Linked DNA regions of Hordeum vulgare: region 1 is linked to region 2. A link is a contact called in public Hi-C data. All regions are on one chromosome and are shown on one strand. Each heading gives the region's core, a stretch centred on a gene start, on an enhancer-like site or on the middle of the called end of the contact. The rest is flanking DNA. Distances are from core to core; before and after follow the strand shown.

Evidence for each region. A called contact is a pair of places that touch in the nucleus more often than the background predicts.
Region 1: a contact with region 2 is called in a Hi-C map of seedling, with 2.9 times the contacts expected there. The contact joins the enhancer-like site here to the promoter of LOC123447556 in region 2. A contact is called at or near these places in 3 of 6 Hi-C or Micro-C datasets (leaf and seedling).

The regions. Positions count from the first base shown.
Region 1 is chr4H:606,003,229-606,008,482 of MorexV3_pseudomolecules_assembly, reverse strand. No RefSeq gene overlaps it. Among protein-coding and RNA genes, the nearest start is that of LOC123450923, 71 kb to the right of the region's middle. Within about 2 kb of position 2,997, at least 2 of the 3 cell types and tissues checked have open chromatin away from gene starts, as enhancers often do. A contact at or near this core is called in seedling, where this site is marked.
Region 2 is chr4H:605,872,170-605,877,003 of MorexV3_pseudomolecules_assembly, reverse strand. It overlaps LOC123447556 (flavin-containing monooxygenase FMO GS-OX-like 8), which reads right to left and starts at 2,476. Exons shown (of 1, transcript XM_045124161.1): 1 at 791-2,476. The coding sequence starts at 2,402. The coding sequence ends at 933.

The sequences.
Region 1 (5,254 bases), core at 1,748-4,247, 130 kb before region 2:
GCAGTATTTATCTCAACTCCATTTAATCACGTCCCAAATAAAGTGTTAATACTATTTGGAGGTATGATATTAAAGGCTATATGAATGAAACGCCATAAAATTTTGGCTAGCAGACATTTAATAAAGAGGTGTTTGATAGTCTCATTATGATCATAAAAGCTACATCTTTTAATGTCCTCTCAATTGTGTTTTCTCAAATTATCCTTAATGAGAATCACCTCATTAATTATGAACTAACCACATGAAGATATTGATTCATAAGGGTAGTTTGACCTTCGAAATATGTATCGATTTGAGGATTTGTCTAGAATCAGTAAGGTTCAAATACATCAATTTTACTGAAAAGATGTCATTCATGGTTAACTTCCAATGAAGCCCTTGAGGAAGGCAGTCCAGCTCCACATTTACAATTCCCACAAGGGGAGACACTTCATCATTTATTTGCGATTGCCCGTTTGCTAAAAGGTGTGACATTATGTCCGTCCTAACAAAGACGCAAACATATATGTCTTTTAAAAAAAAAACTTTTGTTCATGTCATGAGCATTGAGCAAATTGAATGTTACTTTCTCAACGGAGATCACAATCGTTACTGCTTGGGCCATTTGGATGAGCAGACGTAACAAAATTTTCATAAATTAGGATCCGACCTTTCAAAAGTGGAGTTACATATTTTTGAGAAACTTTGAGAGCTCGTTCTTTTGGGATTTGAGATAAAGAGGAGTTATGGTTATTATTTCAAATCATGGCTAGCTTCGCTTATCTCAAGCCAGCTTGCATGTACAGACTTTCTTTTTATGTGGTATATAAAAAATAGTACGGTGGGGGTTTGCCCCACTATTTTTCTTCAAAAAAGAAGTGTAAAGTGAGCATTGTTTTTTTTTTTTTTTGCGACAGTAAAGTGAGCATTGTTGAAGTGGGGAATACAAGGTTCGAAAGAGAAGGTTAGGTAGAAGTGACACGACCGATCTATCTGGGAAACCTAGGACAGAATATTACCACATCTATATATGCTGCATTCTTTGATACCGTATTGTGCTGTCTCCACGATTTATCGGATAGGCACATCTTTTTTGCCGTTTCGCGCTCATGGTTTCTAATTCTGGCTCCAAGAATATGGGACCATCACTTTGTTAAATAAGATCGAACATCTGATTAGTTGTAGTATATATGTTTATATATCGTCTCATGCAAAGAAAGCATCGTGTGCTTTGCATGCATATATGTGCAAACCCATTTGCATCGTCACTAACAAAAACTAGTAAGCTTCCGTAATCACCACTTCACCGAGCGGCTATATAAGTTGCTGAACAAATGCCTCCACCCTTTCAACACCCAACCAGTAGCGACTAGTGTAGCCTCCAATATGGCCAACAAATCATCATCTGCTTCAGCCTTTGTCGCCATGGCCATCGCCCTCCTCCTGGTCGCGCACTTCATCTCCATGCAGGGGGTAGTTCATTGTGCGAGGAGCGCAGCGACAACCACGGTTCCCGGGAGGGTCTCCGGGGGAAGCGACGGCATGAGAGACTTCCCTGCCGTCGAGTCCATGGTCGACAAGGAGACGACCCCCGGCCATAGCCCCGGCCCTGGTCACCAGGGCCAGGGGCCTTCCAAAACTACGGGTCCACCGTAATCGGTCGGTCGATTACATGCAGGCTTTCGTAGCAAGTTGTGGTATATATCACGAACGGAGGCATCCGGTTTCAATCGGCGTTGCCTAATTTGTGTACTACGTGTTTGCTTCATGATATATACAAGTTTACACTATGAGAATAATAGGTTCCAGAGGTCTGCTCTTTCGGCCAGCTTCGTCGTTCTTGGTCCGGACGAAGTATGAGTGATCTTTGACTGCACTCCTTCTATCTAGTTGACGTGTTATTTCGTAAAAGAAAAATCTAGTTGGTGTGTTTATATGTTAAAGAGGTGGGCGTGCTCACTGCAGCCATGCATCTCCTAGATCTTGTCATGCACCACGTGCACAGATCGCGGCCATGCATCTTACTTCCTCCGTTTTTAAATATTAGCCTTCTAAGAGATTTTACTACAGACTATATACGAACCAAAATAAATGAATTAACACTTTAAAATATATCCATACACACCTGCATGTTCTCTGTAATGTAATTTTTTAGAATATTTATATTTAGAAACGGAGAGAGTATTTCATGCATAAAGAAAAGAACCGGGAAACCGGTCTAGCTACAATCAGGGTTTAACTAACTGGATCCATGCCATATACCGGGAGTAGTATCATTGGAAATTGAACCTGCTCTTGAAAGGAAGAAAGAGAAACATATGCATTGATTTTGTATCTGAATAACTTACCCATGCGCAAAAGGCGAAAATATGGGCGTTCCCACCTCAATTCAAGGCTATTCAACTAAATGCACCCATAATTTTCGAAACTAAGCATAGTAGATGATGCCCCGACGCGTTGCTGCGAAAAACTTGCTAAAAGAATGCATGAAAGTTGCTACAAATAAAATCTATAACTAGTGGAAAGGGAATGTAATTTTTAAAATGAAAAAAGGTATGAAAAGAGAAAAGAATGATTGCAATTAGATGATTGTCATTTCTAACAAATATGTGAATGCTAACTACATATGTTTGGTGCAATCGACAATCACATATATTGGCAATACAAAATCTAATGCAAAAAAAAAACTTATGATTAACATGAATAAACTCATAAATGGTGCTTGCATGATAGAGTAATACAAAAAGCAATGTAATTTATGACTTGCATACATAATTTGCTCATGTAGCATAGTTGCATGTCTAGGAAAAGTAGCTAGTGGGTGACATCTATTTAGAAATAGAAAATATACTGTATATGGTAAGTGTAAGTATAGAAAATGGGAGTGTCCATTTGTTACGTACATTGAAAAAAAAAGTGCTGCACTTTCATTTTTCCACCATCAGACCTTCATCCAACAGTCCAAAACAGACCAACACTGTTAGCACGGTTAGTCGCTGTCACTCCCAGCGGTCGGAACTTCTACCTGCCGCTAGCTGGGGCAGCGGGTCGCTCCAACGCAAAGGGGGCGCCGACTGGACCGGCCCATCTTTTTTTTTGTCTAAAAAAGTGGATAATATTCATTTTTTTCCTTTTTTTCTGCTTCTTTTTTCCATTTCTTCTTATATTTTTCCTTTTTGACTCGTTTTTCTTTCCGTTTTTCTTTTTTTTCTTTTTTTATCCAAACTAACAAATGTTGAATTTTCAATCATTTTTTAAAAAACATGAATCATTTTTAAATCAGAGACCTAAAATAAGTAGATTTGTTTTGAAAGATCGTGAACAAATTTGGAAGCGCGGACAATTTATTAAAGCACGAATTTTTTTTGAATATGGAGAACAAAATTTTGAAAAAACCTGAAGAAATTTAAAAGTGCAAAGAAATTTTGAAAGCACGAAGACTTTTTGAATTTTGAGAACAAATTCTCAAATACAGAATAACTTCAAAAAATATGAAAAATATTGGAAACGCGAACAACTCTTTAAGGCACAAACATCTCTTGAATCTTGAAAATAAAATTTTGAAAAGGAGAGAACAATTTTTTTTAAAAATCGATCAAATTTGAAAGCGCTAAGAAATTCTTAAAGCACTAACATTTTTTGAATTTTAAGAAGAAATTTTGAAATCGGGAACAATTTTAAAAAATCATGAACAAATTTGGAAGCGCGAACAATTTATTACAGCACGAACATTTTTTCAATTTTGGAAGAAATTTTTTGAAACGAAGAACAATTTTGAAAAACCCCGAACAAATTTGGAAGACCGAACATTTTTTGAATCTTGAGAACTAATGTTTTAAACGGAAAATGATTTTGAAAACCCCGAACAAATTTGGAAGCGCGAATAAATTTTTAAAGCACAAACATTTTTTGAATTTCGAGAACAAGCTTTGAAACCAAGAATAATTTTGCAAAATCCGGAACAAATGTGGTAGCGCGAATAATTTCTTAAAGCATGAACATTTTTTAAATATTAAGAAGAAATTTTGAAACCGAGAACAAAATTTGAACAAGTTTTCAATTTGTAAACAAATTTTGAAAAAAGAGAAACATTTTACGTAAAACAGGAACATTTTTTTTAAATGTGAAAACAAGAATATTTTTCATAAACAGTGACCAATTTATGAAAAGGGGAACATTTTTTGAAATATCATGCATTTTCTGACTACGAGAACAATTTTTGAAACACGATTTTTTTTAAAATATAAACACATTTTGGAAGCAGGAAGATTTTTTGAAACACAAACACTTCAATATAATTGGTGAACAAAGTTTTGAACACGAGAAATTTTTTTGAAATTCAACAAATATTAGAAAATTTCAAACAAAAAAAATAGAAAAAGCAAAGAGGGAACTAAAGTGAAGGGAATAACGAATACCGAAGCAATCATATTTTTTTCAAATTAGCGAACATTTTCTTGAAAATGTTGAACATTTTGTACAAATTCCAAATAGTTTTGGAATCTATAAATGTTTCTGAAAAACTACAATTATTTATAATCTACAACATTTTATTAAAGCAAGAATATTTTATGAATGTCAAGAAACGTTTTCAAACGTGAACTTACTTTAAAAATAATAAGCATAGAATAAAAGAAAAAGGAAAGAAACAGAAACAGAAAAAAGAATTAAACGAAAAAACGAAACAGGAAAAAGGACAAAGAAAAGAGCAAAACCGAAATTGCTTGCACAGGGAGATGGGACGGCCCAGTTGGTTGCGCCCCTGTGCGTTTGGCAGACTATTTGATGCAAAGAGCGTCAAGTAGTCTTTTCGGTCCTTGTAGGTCCCTCAAGACCGGCTATCTTCATTTTTACCTTTTTGTGTTTTCTTTATATTTTTTCTTGGGTTTTTATTTGTATTTAAACCTTTTTTAGTTTTCTTTTTTCCTTCATTATACTTTGGTTTTCTTCGTGTTCTCAATTTTTTTATTGTTCTTTCTTTCTTTGCACGGTTCTGTTCTTGGTCCATTTTTTTAGTTTTCTTTGTTTTCTTCAGTTTTATTTTTGCTTTTTTTATTTCTTCTTTGTCTTCTTTTATTGGTTTTTTAACATATTTTATTTTTTTCCCGGCACACAATGTAAATTTTCAGAGCACACAAGAAACATTTTACGGATGCACACTGGGCATTTTTCCAATACATGTTTTCTATTTTTTAGTACATGTTTGGTAAACTTTTCTTATTATACGGTGACATTTTTGAACTACAAGTTGTATACGTTCTTAATGGAAAAAACA
Region 2 (4,834 bases), core at 1,227-3,726:
CTTAAATTTTTTTATAGATCAGAGTCGTTTACGGGTTCTATTGGGACCTTTTTTCCACCTAAAATAAACCGATGATTATTTTACAGTTTCGCGAGTTATATGGGGTCTGCTAGAGATGTTCTTAAAGGGTATAATGCAACGTTTTCTAGTTATCAATTTAAGTGCATGACAATGTCATTGCCGTGCCACAAGTGTGTTTTATTGTCTACTATTAAGGAGAAGGGGGGGGGGGGGGGGGGGGTTAGTACGTCGTTCCATACCCCTCCTCGACTAACTTCGATTCCTCGTCCCACCTCCTCCCATCACTGATTTTAGATGTATACCATTACACTGAACGAATATTGTAAATGTAATATTACATTGCTGACGAGGCTGAAGAAAATATATGTTCAGATTATGTTCTTTGTTTTAAATTCCCGATAAGATATTTAGGAAGTATTGTAATAATGTGTCTTTAGTGTCCAATTAGATATTAATATTGAATCATAGACGTGTCGATTGAGAAGAATGAGTGCACTCAAACTTCGCTAACATTGGCATTTCGCAATTAGTGCATGAAAGTAGATTAGTCAACTACAAATGGTATAATTTTACTAGTCATGGATTATTTATTTAGTCTTATCATGATATATAACTTTGTACAAACATTCATATAGAAAATGAAGGACGGAGTTATGTTCCAAAAATTCTCAACATCTAAGGCGACTTGTATAACATGATGTAAGCGGAGCAAAAACGCATGTCACTAACAGTAGAAAAGAAAATGCCTAGAACTATCTCCATCCGTAGGTATATGAATTTATCCAATAATGCATGTAACCAAAGTGCGTACATTTATATATTTATATAGATAATATAATTATTTGCACCACAAATCTCTTGGTAATACAATTATTATTTGGTAATGTATTAATTTAGAGACATGAGGTTTATTACGCATGGGGCATGGCCCGCGCATCAGCTTCAACGTCATCGGCAACAGTCGACATGGATTTTGCTCGAGGTTGAGCAGCCAGCTTCAAGTCGAGCCATGCCTGCACGCCCTTCCGCACGTTCTCGCTGTCGTCGGCGCGGTCGCGGAAGGTCTCCACGTCGGCCATCTTGCTGGCGATGCTGGACATGACCAGCTCCTTCTTCCACTCCTCCACCGGCGCCAAGTCGGAGTACTTCTCCCCGAGCTCGTACATCTTCTGAGGGTCGATGCCGCCGATGTTGTGGGTGTGCTTCCACGGCACGCCGGCGGCCTCCCTCGCGCGGAGGTGCTCCTCCACGGACCGCACCATCTCCTCCTCCGCCGGCAGCGTTTTACGGCCGGACAGCACCTGCGCCACCCACCGCGCCTGCACCTCGAAGAACCACGGGATGAGGACCTTCCTCACCACCCCCACGAAGGAGAGCGACGGCGGGAACACGTGCTCGAACAGCGGGCCGACGACGTAGCCGTCGCTGTCGACGGTCACCGCGCCGCCCGTGTCCAGGAACGGGAACGAGTAGGTGTACCCCGTGCAGTAGATGACCGTGTCGGCCACGACGGAGGAGCCGTCCGCGAACTCCACGCGCCCGTCGGCGTGCAGCCGGCGGATCCGCGTGTGCAGGCGCAGCACGTCGCCGTGGTTGGCCAGCATCCTCGACACGTCCGGCGTGGCGGCCGTGGCCTCGGAGCTCGCGGCGAGGTGCACCTCCCTGGCCACGCGGCAGAGGTCCAGCGCGATGTCCTTGCCGCTGTCCCCGCACCCGGCCACCACCACCGCCTCGCCGCGGAACGGCTCCGGCGTCCTGTACGAGTGGCTGTGCAGCTGCCGGCGCGTCCACTCACCCATGCCCTGGATGTCGGTCGGGAGCATCGGCTGCGAGTGGTGGCCGTTGGCCACCACGACCGCGTCGAACACCTCCTCCTTCTCCCGCGACTCATCGTCCTCGGTGCTGCCGAGGAGCCGCACGGACCTGACCGTCCACTGACGCGTCGCCGTCGTCGCCGGGGCGACGTGCAGGACCCGGGTGTTGAGCCTGACGACGTCCATGAGGCCGAAGGCGTCGCAGAAGTCCCGGAGGTAGCAGTGCAGCTCGCGGTGGGCGGGGAAGCGGCGTGGGTCGCGGCCGGCGCCTTCCCTGGGCAGGAACTGGAAGTCGGAGAAGCCCATTGCCTCCCGCGGGCTGATGAGGCGGAGGCACGCGTAGATGCTGCTGGGCACGCGCACCGGCGCTGCGGCGCCGAGCGGGTCCTCGCCGTCGGTCAGCGGGTCGTACAGCCACTGCCCGCCGACGTCGCCGCTCTGCTCCATGACGGTGACGGCGTGGCCCTCCCGCCGCAGCTCGCGCGCCGCTGCCAGGCCGGCCACGCCGCCTCCAACCACGCACACGCTCTTGGACTGCAGCGCCGGCTCGCCGTCTCCAGCAGCCATGCCGACGCCGATCGGTTGGTCGACGGTTGACGCTCTGCTTTCCTCTGTCACCTTGGTGGGTCGATAATATGATTGCTAACACACCACGATGACTGTCATCCATGTATATTTTTATTTTATTATTGGACACCACTGTCACCCATGTGTTAGTTAGCCAGAGGAGAAAAACAAATAAAATTGAGTCGTTCGTCGCACAAACAAAAGGATAAAATTGCAAGATTTATTTGTATGGATGGAAAACAAGTTGGTCCTGCAGCGTTTCGTTAAAAAAATAACCTGGTCGATCATGTCCTTGGCCGTGGCTCTTGTTTGCACGCCGACGTCAGCGTGATCAGAGCATCTAGAACAGCCGGACAGACGCCCCTAAAATATGTGGTATTTGAATGGGTAACATCAAATGTGCGTACTTACCCCTCCGTGCCCAAATATAAGTCTTTTAAGATATTTTATTAGGTGTCTACATACAAAGCAAAATGAATGAATCTATACTCTAAAATATGTCTATATACATCCTATGTAGTCCATTAGTTGAACCTGTAGAAAGACTTATATTTAGGAACGAAGGGAGTAGGAAACAATTTAGGTGCTTTGCATGAATTTAAAGGATAAAATATGTGGTATTTGAATGGGTAACATCAAATGTGAGGTTTGATCAGTCATTACGCGCGGACACATTTACGAGTGTTTAATGAACAGGATTTGCAAGTCTTTACGTAATAACAATAGAATTTGCCCCTAAAATTCGCATGAACTACCGCAATGCCACCGGTAAATAGAAAAATGATTCTTTTTTTTTTCCAGAAGTTTCTTGTAATTCAACAGGTAACGATCCCTCAATATCTACCTCTTTATTTTTACTATTAATAAAGCACATATTGCTTCTGTGGTACGTCATGAAAATTGCCTCTGAAGTTTGCATAAATTACCCACCATGCCACCGCTATGTAATAGAAAACGTTTCACAAAGCGAAAAATCTCGGACTGGCCCGGCCCATGTAAAAGCCTCCTATATTACGCTCTGCACCCTGCAAGAATATCCAGCACACCGTATGGGCCGGCCCATGCACATGCGCCAGTTTTTTTAGTTCCGTTTATTTATTTATCTTCAGTTTCATTTTATTTTTCTATTTTAAGTAATTTAGACCTTCAAATAACCTTTAAACTTTTAATAAACTGAAAATTCTAAATCAACAAATTTTAATAAATCAAATGTTTGTGACTTCAAAAACTGCTCGGAGTTTTTGTAAAAAATGCTCGCATATGCAATAAAATGTTTGCAAGTTTGAAAAAATGTTTGTAAGATAAGAAAAGTCCATGATTTCAAATCAAACTCCATGTATTAAAAATTATTAATGCATTTGTTAATGTCAATTCAAAATATGTTAATGCATTTCAAAAATGTCCTAAAATTTTAAAAATAGATAATGCCTGTTTTGATAGTTTCTTTTTTTATTTAAATTTTTCCGTTCCATTTTTGTTTACTTCTAATTTAAATAATTTAGAATTACAAAAGCATTTGCATATTGAAAATAGGAATTTTGAATTAAAATGTTGACGAAAACATAAAATGTTTGTGGATTCGAAAAAGGCACCGGATTTTTATATTACATTTTTGCAAATTTCAAAACAATGTCCGTGAATTTAATAAATACATTACTGACTTATAAAAATGTTTGTTTATTCAAAAAAACTTCATGCGTTTCAAAAATGTTTGTGAATTTAAAGTAAATACTCCAACATCTAAAATTATGTTCGCCTTTTCTAGAATTGGTCGCCAATTTAAAAGAAAATATTTAAACCCGTTCGAAATATAAAAATATTCATGATTTTTAGTAAATGTTTGTAAATTGTAAAAAATGTTCTCGATTTGAAAATTGTTCTCATATTTGTAAAATCGTCCATGAAAGATCTAATGTGTGTAGTTAAACATTAATGTTTCTAAGTCTCTGTGAAAATATACCCGTGTGATTTTTGAAGAATTAACTGTTGGATGGATCGGATAATTATTGTATGTTTTCAAAAAAAAATCTTGAAATTAAGAATAATTCTTTGAGTTACCAAGATTTTTGACAACCATGATTTTTTTTGAAAATGTAAAGATTGCTTTAACTTGTGAATAAATTTTAAAAAAGAAATATTTTCTTGCATTTGTGCACAAAATTTCAAAATCAAGTGATGATGTGTGAATATAATGTGGTCATCATCATTGAAGATTATTTTTTTTTTCTTCCGTTGCAACGCACGGGCCATTTTCCTATACTAATAAAGCAAACAATGCTTCTGTCGTACGTCATAAACATTACCTCTAAAGTTGCTCAAAATTACCCACTATGCCATCCATAATCAAAAGAAAACGGTTTTTTTTTTATTACAAATCGCTCCGTCCTGTACTGGTTTATAAGAGGTTGAAGCGCTGTTTTGGCAACAAAGCT